Regions from separate parts of the Mus musculus genome. Here all the other regions are linked to region 1. The links are chromatin contacts, called in public Hi-C and promoter capture Hi-C maps. All regions are on one chromosome and are shown on one strand. The core of a region is the stretch at or near the end of the contact, and the rest is flanking DNA. Distances in the headings are between cores, read along the strand shown.

Region 1 (2,789 bases), core at 74-2,573:
TAGGACACCAGAGTCTTCATGTGGTAGTTGTTCAGGGGCTGGCCTGGCAACTCCAGGTGGCGATCACGCAGGGTTTTCAGGATAGAGAGGCATTTCTTCCTGCAGCCCCCCATCTGCAGTCTGTTCTCGGCCTCTGCAAACTGCAGCACCCAAGCATCGCTCTCAGCCGAACTCTGCTTGCCGGCCAGGGAGTGGCACTCCTTGGACAACAAATTGAACCCTTCAGCCTTAACCTCTGCCACCCGGTTGGGTCCTGGCCAGGGGATGTGGGGAAGCGGCCAGTGGGCAGCACTCCGCGGCCAAATCCCGGTGCATTTAAAGGCCGGGGTGATCTGCACCACATACCTATCTCGGATTCTCAGTTTCACTTCGCTCGTGTCAGCCACCATCTTTACTACATCTCTGTAGCTACACTTGTCCACCGCCTGAGCCACCAGTGTCTGAAACCTGGAACGGATTTTGCGTGCCGAGAGGTAGCCAGAGGCGGTGATGAATTCCACCCAGAGGGACATGCTCCTCTTGCGCCCATCGCTCAGTTTCAGCACCGCACAGCCAGGCAGGGAGCCGTCGTCCACGAAGTTAAACACCCCCATCTGGTTCAGATAGAGTACCACCTCGAACTCGGTGGGAGAGATAACCTCCAGGCCCTCGTAGCGGTTGTCCATCTCATTGAGGGAGCTGATGAAACGCGGTTCCTGCACTTCAACCTCCTTCAGGACGTCGGAGACCACTTTGCAGACTTCCCGGATGGTTTTGGCGATGGCAGCTTTCCTGGCCTGGCATTTCTCGTTGTAGTACTTATTCAGGTGGTAGACCAGCTTGGCCTGGGCCGCGATCATGTTGGGGCAGAGATCCGGATTGTACACCGGAGTCTCGCAATAGGCTGTGGGATCCAATGCGGCTGCTAGCGCTGGAGCCAACTTCGGTGGAGAAAGGGGACCACGCTCAAAAGGCACCGAGCCTCTCTCGGACTAGCTGCAGCAGGGGGCCGCCCTGCCCTGCTGGCCTTTTTTCCCCCGCTCGAGACTAGCGGGTCTTAAAGTGAAAGGCTGAGCTCTCCCCTTTTCTCCCCTCCGCTAAAGAATCCGTGTCAGAGAGAGACGCGTGGAGAGAGCACCTTCTCGGTAATAAAAACAAAAGTTATGCTGAGACCCAGCAAAGCTCTTCCAGTAGTCAAAATAATCACCCCTTTCCGTATTTATTTACGTTTTCCCGTAATCATGGTGTGTGCAGGACTGTTAATCAGGTAGAGGAAAAGTGTGCAGAGTGTGCGTCGGGGGTGAGTGTGTGTCTGTCAGAAGAAGCTGCTGTTGGTTTGTGTAAGAGCCCAGATGCACTCGTGTGGAAATTATAAAGGCAGGGCCAGGCAGGCGGGCGGCCAATCGCCACTGGGCTCGTCACGACAGCCTCCTCCAGCTTCAGCCCGGCTAATTAATCCCCCCTCGTGGATAGAAGCATAGAAACCAAAGGTAGGAAACTGCTGCCGGCAGAAACCCACCCAGGCCACCTAGACAGGTTGAAAAGCAAGATGAAATCTCCCAGCTTTGGTATAACTTGAAGCATATTGACATTTGGAAAAGACTTGGTGAAGACAAGTGGTTCTCTTTGCTGAAAAGCCCACTTGTCTGTTCACCTCTGATGAGCTATCCAGTTGTACTAATGGTCATCCACCAATTAGCGAAGTCAAAGGGGCTTCTAGAACAAAGTCACTAACTTGCATTTAGAGTAAGGTAATTAATGCCCGTTAATCCCTGGGGTCTTTTTAGTGCAAGTTAGAACTTTGCTTACTGACTGACTGCTGGCTTCAGCTGGGGGAGTTCTTTAGTCTTCACTCGTGTTCGTGTTCGCAGTCAGAATGTTTCCAAACCTTAGGCAGAGTCTCTTCTCTTTTTAACCTAGGTTTTCCCCATTTGCATTTGCTGAGAGGAATTTAAGAAGTATTGCTCAACGGAGTCGATGATATCTACCCAACTAAAAATGGAGCCTTTTAATTAAAACAAGTTCACCTGTTTGCAGTTTCCCTTGTCTGTAGCTAGATTGGCCAGTGCTGAAATACCAGACAGCAGATAGGGCTGTATGCTGTAGTGGAAACACTTCCTGAAGGTGTTTTCTGAGATTTAGAGAAAGCTTGAGTGCCATCTCATAGTGAGCTGTCTTGTAGAGAAGGATCTAGAGAATTCACAGAGATGAGCTTGCTTGGCACTGGAAGGTGTGGCCATTACAGTTTGTTTGCCCCTGCAGGCTTAAAGATGGATCTTCCACCTCAGAAACCCTCAGTGGTGACCAACAGTAGGTTCCTAATCTTATGGGATGTAATAATTTGATTATGAGAAAATGGCTAATGGCTTCCAAAAAAAATAATTTGTAACCATTCAGGTTAGGGATTTTTATTATTTATTTAAGTTTCATCTTGGAAATTTCAAAGAAATGAGCTTTTCTTTTTGGAACCTGAGGAGCTTTTGGATTTTGGAACCCTAGGGAGGGTTTTATAGGTCGCTCTTCCTTCCAGTACCATGACCAGTTGAGTCCTCAGTGCACATGAACTAAAGATAGGGTAGTTAGGGCTTATGTCGTAGTTTTCAGTTCTCTGCCTTTAGTACAAAGTTCTGTTAATTTCAAATTAAGAGAATTTTCAGTGCCCGGGTATGGTAGCACCTGTGTACGCACTGTTAATGGGCTACTGCTGAAGACTCCCACCTTTTAAGCATCACAGGGCCAGCTCTAATTTCGTTTCTTGTTACCCAAGAGTGATAGATTCCGAATTAGATTAAAATAGTACATCACATTTG
Region 2 (2,789 bases), core at 99-2,598, 430 kb after region 1:
GTAGGGCGTGCACCCACTGTTAGAGTGTAATGCAGTTCACTGCCTCAAGAAAGTGTCTGTGTATCTTTTATTGGTAAATATTTATTTTTATTTTACTCATAGGCTTGCTTGCCTGTACGGATCTAAGTGTACCGTATGTCTGCAGTGCTCATGGATGCCAGAAGACAGAGTCAGATATCCGGAAACTAGAGCTCTGCATGGACCAAGAACAGCCAAACATAGGCTGCATCTCCTGGGCATTTCACAGTTCTTTACAAGCAGAGTTCAGATGAAGGATTTGCACTCAAGAGGAAACTAGGGGCTGTAAACGACAGCATTGGCTCCAGCCATCTGGCTTACTCGATCTCCTCTACTATCCAACATCCTTGGGCCTTGAGTTTATAAAATGTCACCAATCACCACCATTAGGACAAGCTACTCCGTGAGAAAACTCCATGTGCGATGACTGGGTGTCACTAGTGCCAGGCCGGAACCAGGGAGCCAACACCGTTCGTAACTAGTGACTACAGAACCATCTTGGGAGGTTCCCTTTGTCCATGGCCCTTGGAGAGGTGCCTGACTTTTAGCTCAGAAACATCTTTAGTCATCAAAGAGTCTGACAAAGAACAGCATAGACCGAACCGGGCTGGCGTCCTCTCATGGCCTCTGAAAGACGTTGGCAGCCGAAACTGGGCCACCGTTTAGTCATCCCCTCAGACCAGACGGCATGGTTGTGAGCCGGCTCTGGGTGGTCTTCATCCTGGGTCCGAGCTGAACAGAGCCTGGGGGATAATCAACAGCCTCACATGACCTAAGACCTCGGCATCTCGAGGTGGATGGGAGACACTCTGTCTCTCCTCCAGCCGCAACGCTGAGGAGGACGAGGGGGTGGCACAGTATTACCCTAGAATTCCAGAAAATTAGGAAGTCCAACCACCTCTGCTTTCCAAATCCTTTTTCTTTGTCATCTGTGTTCTGCCACCAGAAGCCTTTCGAGTCCCAGGGGGGGATATCTGGCAGAGAGGAGGGGGTTTTGTTGTGTGCCTTTCTCGTTTCTATTCATAGTTCTTTTCTTCTATTTTCTAGAATTATCCTGACCCAGCTCTCCTCCCTCCCTAGACTTCTCTAACATTCAAGCTTTGCCTTCCTCTCCTACCTCCCCCATTCCCTGTCCCTTTGGTTTTTACAGCTGCAAGCTACCCTAACACACCACACCACACACACACACACACACACACACACACACACACACACACACACACACACAGAGGCAAACACACACACCCCAGAACCCAGAAGGCCTCCTGTGGCAGCACCCTGCTCCCAGAAGCACCATAATCCTGTCTCTGCAGTGCCTCTCGTCACCATGGAAACAAGCATTCACAGGCACTACAGACAGACACAGCCATTACTGGCTGGTACCTGTCAACCCACATGTGAGTGTGTGTGCTTAAAATAGAAACTCTGCAAATAAAAACAGCAATTAGGGAGACCTGCGCATCTTTGTGCATATGCAGCGCGCGGCTGACAGTGGCTTCCCTTTCCCTTCATCCCGCTCCACTGCTGTTCTTCTTAGAGGTGTGCAGAACCAGATAGCAGCTTCTCCCTGGAAACAGCATCCCTGGTAAGGGGATTAGCCCTCCGATTAGCCCTCCGCTGGGACTCACAGGTTAGGAGGATCAACAATAGCAGGTGTGACATGGGCAAGGCCCTCAGAAAGGCTGACACTGGCTCCTGTGCTCTGTGCAAAACAAAATATGGAGAAATGAAGCACTGTAAGTGTGAACTGGAGAGCAAGCGTTGAGGAAGTGGCAAATGAGTTCCAGGCGTCAATGGCCGGGAAGCACATAAGGCGACAGAAGAAGCCTCCTTCTTCCACATGTAGAAACTTCGTTTGACAATTAGCAAAGGTGAAGTTACTCAAAGGGACAACTTTCCCTGGCACTGGCCATTGGTAACTTCCTGTCAGGTCCTTTTTCATGTCACTGCAAGGGAGGGCTTTGGCCTTGTGTTCTAGAGAGACACCGGCTGTAAGGGGCCTGGAGTCTTTGTGGTCTCAACCCTCCTTTTTCCCACCTCTGGCAGGCACACAGTGCTAACTAGCAGACGGGCAGACCTTTAGGTGTTCACTCTACAAGCAATACCTGCCTCAAAATAAAAATTAATGTTATACAGACAGTGCAGGTTATATTTAGGAATGAGTATATGAATACATATATATATATATATAAATGTTATACAGACAGTACAGGTTATATTTGGAAATATATATATACATAATATATGCAGATATATGCATGTAATAACAACTAGTTAAAAGGGTATGGATTTGAAGGAGAGCAAGGGAGGGTACATTGGAAGGTTTACAGTTCAGAGAGAGGGATTGGAAGGGAAAATTCTGTAATTGTGAGATATCACAATCTCAAAAAGAAAAGAGAAAAATTTAAATATATTCCAAGGAAGAAACAGTTTAGCAAGCAACCCACAATAGTACAACAGGATTGCCCTTCCTTAGAAAGGTTATACTCAGAGCCGGGATGTGGCTCCAATGTTGACCCTGGCATGCACAAGCTGGGGTTGGATCCCTAATACCACATAAAGCAGGCGTGGTGGTTTATGCTTGGAATCCCAGGAGGGAGCAGGGAAAAAAATGGCAAGCAGGAATTCGTGATTTGCCTAACTTTAGCTAGCTACAAGGTATTCAAGGTAGGTATAGCCAGACTGGGGCCAGCCTGGGCTAGATAAAACAAAAACAGAGCAAAACCAACAACCACAGAAAACAAAAACAGAACTCCACATAATGGCCAGAA
Region 3 (2,789 bases), core at 217-2,716, 360 kb after region 1:
CCGTCAGGCCAGGCACATGTGGTAAATTTAACAGAACACCGCTGGCTATGTCACTCATGATGGGGGCAGGGGGCGGGGTGCTGAATGCAGGAACCCGCATAGCAAACTTGCCTGGGAATATTCTAGTCTCAAAACAGTTGTTTTCTCTATTATTTGGGATTTAATAGGTTTCTTCTTGGCCCTTAAAAAATCTTTACCCCATTTCCTCCTATTTCATCCATCTACTTCATGAATGTCTAAGTTAATAATAAAGAGCCATTTTGGTGCCATATGGCTCATGTCAGCCAAACAGTCGTTAATATGTTCTAAGTAACAGGATATTGTAGTGAATGCAGTCAGACTGATTTCAACCTAAAATGCTGGAAGTTACACACACAGACCAAATACATAATCCACATATCACCCTACACACAAAATACACATAAACATACCACATATCAGACAATACACAAACATATGCAACTCATACACATATTATATACATGCACACAATGCATACACACCCTAAAAACACATACATACATACATACAACATATACACAAAACATATACAACTCACATATACATACATACACATGCAATACAACTCAATACAGATCTTTTACATACATATACATACATCCAACATGTATCCAACACATATTCTTTATATATATATGTATATATATATGTATATACACATACTATATGTATGTATGTATATATATATGTATATATATATATATATTACACATTTACACATACAAACAAACAACCACCATTCTACACATGTGCACACACACACACACACACACACAGACTTCAGAATGGAAACTTTCTACTCCTCTCAAAGCAGTTTTAGAATAAGATCTCAGGAGAAAAAGTGAAATGTACCTTATAACAAACTACTAAACACCACAGAACACATAATTTCTATTCAAAATATAAGTCCACTGCTGATCTATTTGCCCCAAACCAAACAGCTCACAAATTCATAGGCAGACAGAGCCCACAATATCAGTTCTGTGAAAGTTAGTGAATTATATCTGATAGAGTATTTGATCTTAGGACTTATTCATGTGGCTGGTTTCTTTCCAGTAGTTTGGACATCAAAAGGGGCCTTAAAATATATCTTAATATGTTCCCTGGTAGGTATAAATCCCTACAAAAGCCCTGAGTTTCATTTGTTTCTCAGGAGCTCAAAGCTGAATGCATACAGGCCACAGAGGAGCAGAGTATTTCATCACTAAGGATACTCCAATCTAAATATACATCAAACAGCGTTTCAAGTGGCTCAAAATACCACAGGACATTTTTAGTAGCAGCAAGGCTTCACGAAGTAGTGGTTTTAGTAGGGAAACCTTCTAAGTCTCAAAAAGGGGGGGGGGGGCTTCTGTTGATGATTAGCCTTTGTTGTTCTGGTAAGAGAAAGGGCTGGGTTAGCAAAGGGTTAAATGCTGGCTGGGTGGAGACTTGTGGTTATAGCTCTTCTGTTTCCATCCCTCCTGCCTCTCAGAACAAAAGAGTCAGACAAAGAAGGGGGATTTGAAGTGCCAGGAAGTGTGTTCTGGGAAATAGAGTACGAAAGTCAAGGTGGAGGAGGTGAGGAGGCACATTTTGTAGTAGTAGTAGTAGTAATAATAATAATAATAATAATAATAATATAATGTTCTTTTCTTTCTGAAAATTTCATCCATGAACACAATGAAATACAATCTTGCCTATCCTGATTTTCCCACTCGATCTCCTCCCACATTCTCCCATAATTCCCTGCTCCCAATGTCATGTCCTTTAGCCTAGCTAGTGCTGCACACATGTGCGTGGTGTGGGGCCATCCACTGGAGCATGGTGAAGCTACCAGTGTTTGTACTTAGTAAAGAATGATTCTCCCTACCCCTTGCACTGTCCACTGCCAGCAGCATCTCAGTATAGGGAGGGGCCTGGAGATCAAAACTGGCTACACCTGGCTTTGGCTGACTCGATCTTAGCTACCATAGGCGATGTGAAACCAAGCCGGGCAATAGACTCATTGCGCCCAGAGGATAGTGCTCCTCCCCATCCTCCAGCATTTTCATTTTTTCTGTACTTGTTCCCTGAGTCTTAGAGGTGTAGGGCGGTGGGTTAAATATAGATGTCCCATTTAGGGCTGAGACCTCAGTGCCTTCTTCTCCCACTTTGATCAGTCATGTATCTCTCCTACTGACAGCTGTCCACTGCTAAAATGAAGCTTCTCTGACCAAGGTTGAGAACAACCTAGGTCGGCTAGTGCCAGTTTGCTTCAAATTGGTCTTGACACTGATAAGGGGAGTTATCAATAAAGAATGAAAACGTGACCCGGAAACTGCAGGGGAAAGATACTGATATCCTGTCCTTGCTCAGTTGTCTCTGAGGAATAAACAAGATGAATAAATAAGATTCCTTATCCAGAGAGGGAAACAACCGTGGCTGTGAGAAAGGCAGGTTGGCACTGGTTTAACAACAGTGGGGAGGAGTCCTTAGGACTTAAAGCAGCCCAAAAAGGTGATGGTGACATCAGAGGCTGGGACACTTTGAAGAGAGCTACTCCGTATCACTAAAGTTCCATTGTCTCAGTCATCAGTACATCCCCTCTTACCACCAGATTCAAGGGCATGGCTCTGGGATCCAGGCTCAGTGTGAGTTAAACAGGTGAGCCATGAGTCAGCCTAGGACCCTTCCCAACACCTCCAGTATCGTTACTGTGATGAAAAAATATTTTATTTATTAAAAGATCGTCTGTAAAACAAGAGAATAGAGCACACCTGCATATAAGCAGGGGACATCAGAACAAG
Region 4 (2,789 bases), core at 200-2,699, 310 kb after region 1:
TTGTGTCTAAATCATGCTTCTGGGCATTTCTATTCACTGTTCTTATTGCCCATCTCTGTAGGCAACCAGTGGAATCCATTTCCACAAGACAGAACTTCAGGTTTGTGGAGACAAACGGGTCTGCTCTCTCAATTTGCACATGCCCATATTTTCTTGTTCATTATGTGACAAAGATCTGGGATTCTTCCCCCTCCTGGGGATACATCCAAGCTGTCAATCTTCTCTTTAACCCTGTTACTCAAAACTAAGGTAACTGGCTGAGTGTGTTCTGATCAGCTTTCAACCTGCTTTGTGCCCAGTAAAGAATTGATTCACTTCAAGATCACAGCGGCTTCTCTGTGGTGCCAAATTTTAACATTTTACCAGCCTAAGAGGTTAACCCATCTTCCTGTTTGATAGGTTGATTTTTATCAACCAAACACTGACTCTTTGTGTTAAATGCTATCCTCAATGGTATTTGTTTATTTTATATTCATTTTTCTCCTACCGTTACTTTTTGGATTTTGATTACCCACTCCGTTTCTTTTGCTTCCTCTACTCTAGTAATTTGCTGAGGTTTGGTCTGTTGCTGTGTATTGCAATGCTAAATCCTTTACCAGAAGGCCTAGGCCTACAAGTGAGTTCTCACTTTTATAAGCTTTTGTTGTGCAAACCTTGTTCCTTAATTTAATACTATTGGTTAGATAAAATTGGCTATAGCCAATTACTGGAGAGATTAGAGGTAGGTGGGTTTTGAGTTACCTGGTAGGAGATGTGGAGGAGAGCAAGAGAGAGAGAGAGAGAGAGAGAGAGAGAGAGAGAGAGAGAGAGAGAGAGAGAGACAGAGAGAGACAGACAGAGAGACAGACTGAGAGAGACAGAGACACAGAGACAGACAAAGAAAAAAGGGAGGAAAGAAGGCAGGAGGAGGAGAAGAAGAAAGAAGAGGAGAAGGAGGGAGCAGCCATGAGGGAAGATACCGTGAGCATGTGGCCAGGAGAAACAACAAGTATCTGGGGTACACTGGTGAGGAGGTAGCCAGGCCAACAGTTAGAAGAGTAGAAGCTAGTGGGGGTGGGGTGGGTAAGTTTAAGCTGGTTACACTACAGTAATCAGCATGGGTCCCTGTGGTAGTTGTTATAACCTGATCAGGTATACTTACACACTTGTCTCTCTTGGAAGATTTTGATTCTGATTTGCATGTCTGGCTTGAAAACAGTAACAAGCACTTTAGAACTGACCTAATGAGATCAGCCAGTCCTTCATACTGACTGACAGGCATTCATGAGATTGCTTCTAAATGAAGTTGTTATGCCTACTTTCATTGTAAGCAGACAAATCTCTGTAGAAGGTCCACACTGGTGAGACTTTATGGCGATTTCAGTTAGTTTGCTAACTGGAAGGCATCTGGGCCTATAAGAGCCAAACACGTGGTTATTTTAGAATTTAACACAATTAGCTGCTCAGAGAGGTGCCTTGACATTTGAGATGTTGTCACCTCCCAGCAGATTTAATGGGAACCATTTGGGCAGGTTGCTGACACCTGGAGGCTTTTACAGAACACCTTCCTAAAAGCACTGCCCTGCAGAGCAAGAACACACCGCATGCACAGTGGTTTAGCCTGGGATCACATAACAGATGGGGACAGACGGTGCATACTTTTTGAAGTAAGTGAGAAAGCTGAGCTAACAGCTCTGACCACATTTTACCAAGATGTAGCTGACGGCCATGCGGTCAAAGAAACAGTCCATTTTTAAATGTTATGAGTTACTGATGCCATCTGAATGAATGTTGTCACTCAGCTGGAGTCCACACTGCATTGAGATTTGGAAAATATCCAATCAATACAATTGACTCAAGCAGTGTAGACAAATCTGTCACATAACCAAGCTTTGGCTGGGTAATGGTACCATCTCCACAATCTGCCTTGACGGACAATTCTTTGATGTGAAAGGGGTTGAATAGAACCAAGAAACCAAGTGTGCTCACCCTTGTTCGATTTCTGAATTATCTTTGTAAAGGAAATATATGGAATAAATGCTTCACAGGCTAACCATTGTCTGGGGAATCTTGATGTTAGGTCTACAGAGAATTTGAAGACAACCCAATGTATTGATGTTTAAAACACTACTGTCCATGTGGGACATTGGAGACTAGTATGAGTTCATGAGATATAGAAAAACCATGCATTTATTTACTCCCTGAGTGGTTAAAGAGAGAAGGCTGAGGCACCAATTGGCAAAGAATAATAGTGGCGCACTCTTGGAAATAAGACAGGCTCTGTCTACATTCTTGATAGTGGGGTTCAGCTTAAATAAACTATGAAATACACAATCAAATTAATGACTAAGGATATTTAAAAATCCATAAAGATTCAGTCAAGCTATTTAAAAGGCTGAGGAATTATTACTCGGGAATTGGTCTGCTGATAGGAGGAACACATGAAAATGTAGATCTTAGATTATATATTTGCTAGAAAGACCATGGGAGCTAAGATTTCAAAAGTGAAAGAATGTGTTTACAGTTCAATCTTGGATATACCAAGTCATCTCCTTTGCCTCTGCTTAAAATGCTTAGGCAAAGATCTCTACACCTGTCCAGAGCCCATTACACTGTACAGCCAAAGCCCCTGTCCATGAGCTACTCACACAAACTCATAGTTTGGAGGGGGCTAAGGGAGTCAACTCCGTACCCCAAGGGTTAGAGTCATTCTTGTAGAAAGTTACTCCTTAGGCCAAGTTTGTAGTCTTTAAGGAGGAGAGCTTGTGGCTCTCCCAGGAACCTACTTCATTTAATCTCTGCTACATGAA

Evidence for each region. Promoter capture Hi-C pulls out the DNA fragments that hold promoters and counts their contacts. Hi-C and Micro-C count contacts between places; a contact is called where the count stands out from the background.
Region 2: a promoter capture Hi-C map of maxillary cranial neural crest shows a contact between it and region 1, with 5 times the contacts expected there. The contact joins the enhancer-like site here to the promoter of Mab21l1 in region 1. A contact is called at or near these places in 8 of 39 promoter capture datasets (the 3T3-L1 cell line, 3T3-L1-derived adipocytes, cranial neural crest and 5 more), 1 of 15 datasets of contacts at CTCF or cohesin (the NIH/3T3 cell line), 1 of 484 Hi-C or Micro-C datasets (Th1 cells), 7 of 115 datasets of contacts at active chromatin or transcription factors (craniofacial prominence, embryonic forebrain, embryonic hindbrain and 4 more) and 1 of 9 other capture datasets (embryonic stem cells).
Region 3: a contact with region 1 is called in a Hi-C map of Th1 cells, with 2.5 times the contacts expected there. The contact joins the enhancer-like site here to the promoter of Mab21l1 in region 1. A contact is called at or near these places in 5 of 39 promoter capture datasets (the 3T3-L1 cell line, cranial neural crest, embryonic stem cells and 2 more), 1 of 484 Hi-C or Micro-C datasets (Th1 cells) and 4 of 115 datasets of contacts at active chromatin or transcription factors (craniofacial prominence, embryonic hindbrain, embryonic limb bud and 1 more).
Region 4: a promoter capture Hi-C map of second pharyngeal arch cranial neural crest shows a contact between it and region 1, with 5 times the contacts expected there. The contact joins the enhancer-like site here to the promoter of Mab21l1 in region 1. A contact is called at or near these places in 8 of 39 promoter capture datasets (the 3T3-L1 cell line, 3T3-L1-derived adipocytes, cranial neural crest and 5 more), 2 of 15 datasets of contacts at CTCF or cohesin (both in the NIH/3T3 cell line), 2 of 484 Hi-C or Micro-C datasets (brain and cerebellar granule neurons), 8 of 115 datasets of contacts at active chromatin or transcription factors (the NIH/3T3 cell line, craniofacial prominence, embryonic hindbrain and 5 more) and 1 of 9 other capture datasets (adipose tissue).

The regions. Positions count from the first base shown.
Region 1 is chr3:55,781,044-55,783,832 of GRCm38.p6, reverse strand. It overlaps Mab21l1 (mab-21-like 1), which reads right to left and starts at 1,323. Exons shown (of 1, transcript NM_010750.3): 1 at 1-1,323. The coding sequence starts at 839. The region is part of intron 41 of Nbea (neurobeachin); the gene reads left to right.
Region 2 is chr3:55,350,495-55,353,283 of GRCm38.p6, reverse strand. All of the region lies in intron 3 of Dclk1 (doublecortin-like kinase 1), which reads right to left. Among named protein-coding and RNA genes, the nearest start is that of Gm25132, 47 kb to the right of the region's middle. Within about 2 kb of position 1,348, at least 70 of the 459 cell types and tissues checked have an H3K27ac peak or open chromatin away from gene starts, as enhancers often do. A contact at or near this core is called in embryonic forebrain, where this site is marked.
Region 3 is chr3:55,418,113-55,420,901 of GRCm38.p6, reverse strand. The region is part of intron 4 of Dclk1 (doublecortin-like kinase 1); the gene reads right to left. Among named protein-coding and RNA genes, the nearest start is that of Gm9831, 16 kb to the right of the region's middle. Within about 2 kb of position 1,466, at least 16 of the 459 cell types and tissues checked have an H3K27ac peak or open chromatin away from gene starts, as enhancers often do. A contact at or near this core is called in Th1 cells, where this site is marked.
Region 4 is chr3:55,472,076-55,474,864 of GRCm38.p6, reverse strand. The region is part of intron 6 of Dclk1 (doublecortin-like kinase 1); the gene reads right to left. It overlaps Gm31443 (a long non-coding RNA gene), which reads left to right. Exons shown (of 2, transcript XR_003954477.1): 2 at 1-2,789. Among named protein-coding and RNA genes, the nearest start is that of Gm31443, 9.6 kb to the left of the region's middle. Within about 2 kb of position 1,449, at least 6 of the 459 cell types and tissues checked have an H3K27ac peak or open chromatin away from gene starts, as enhancers often do. A contact at or near this core is called in second pharyngeal arch cranial neural crest, where this site is marked.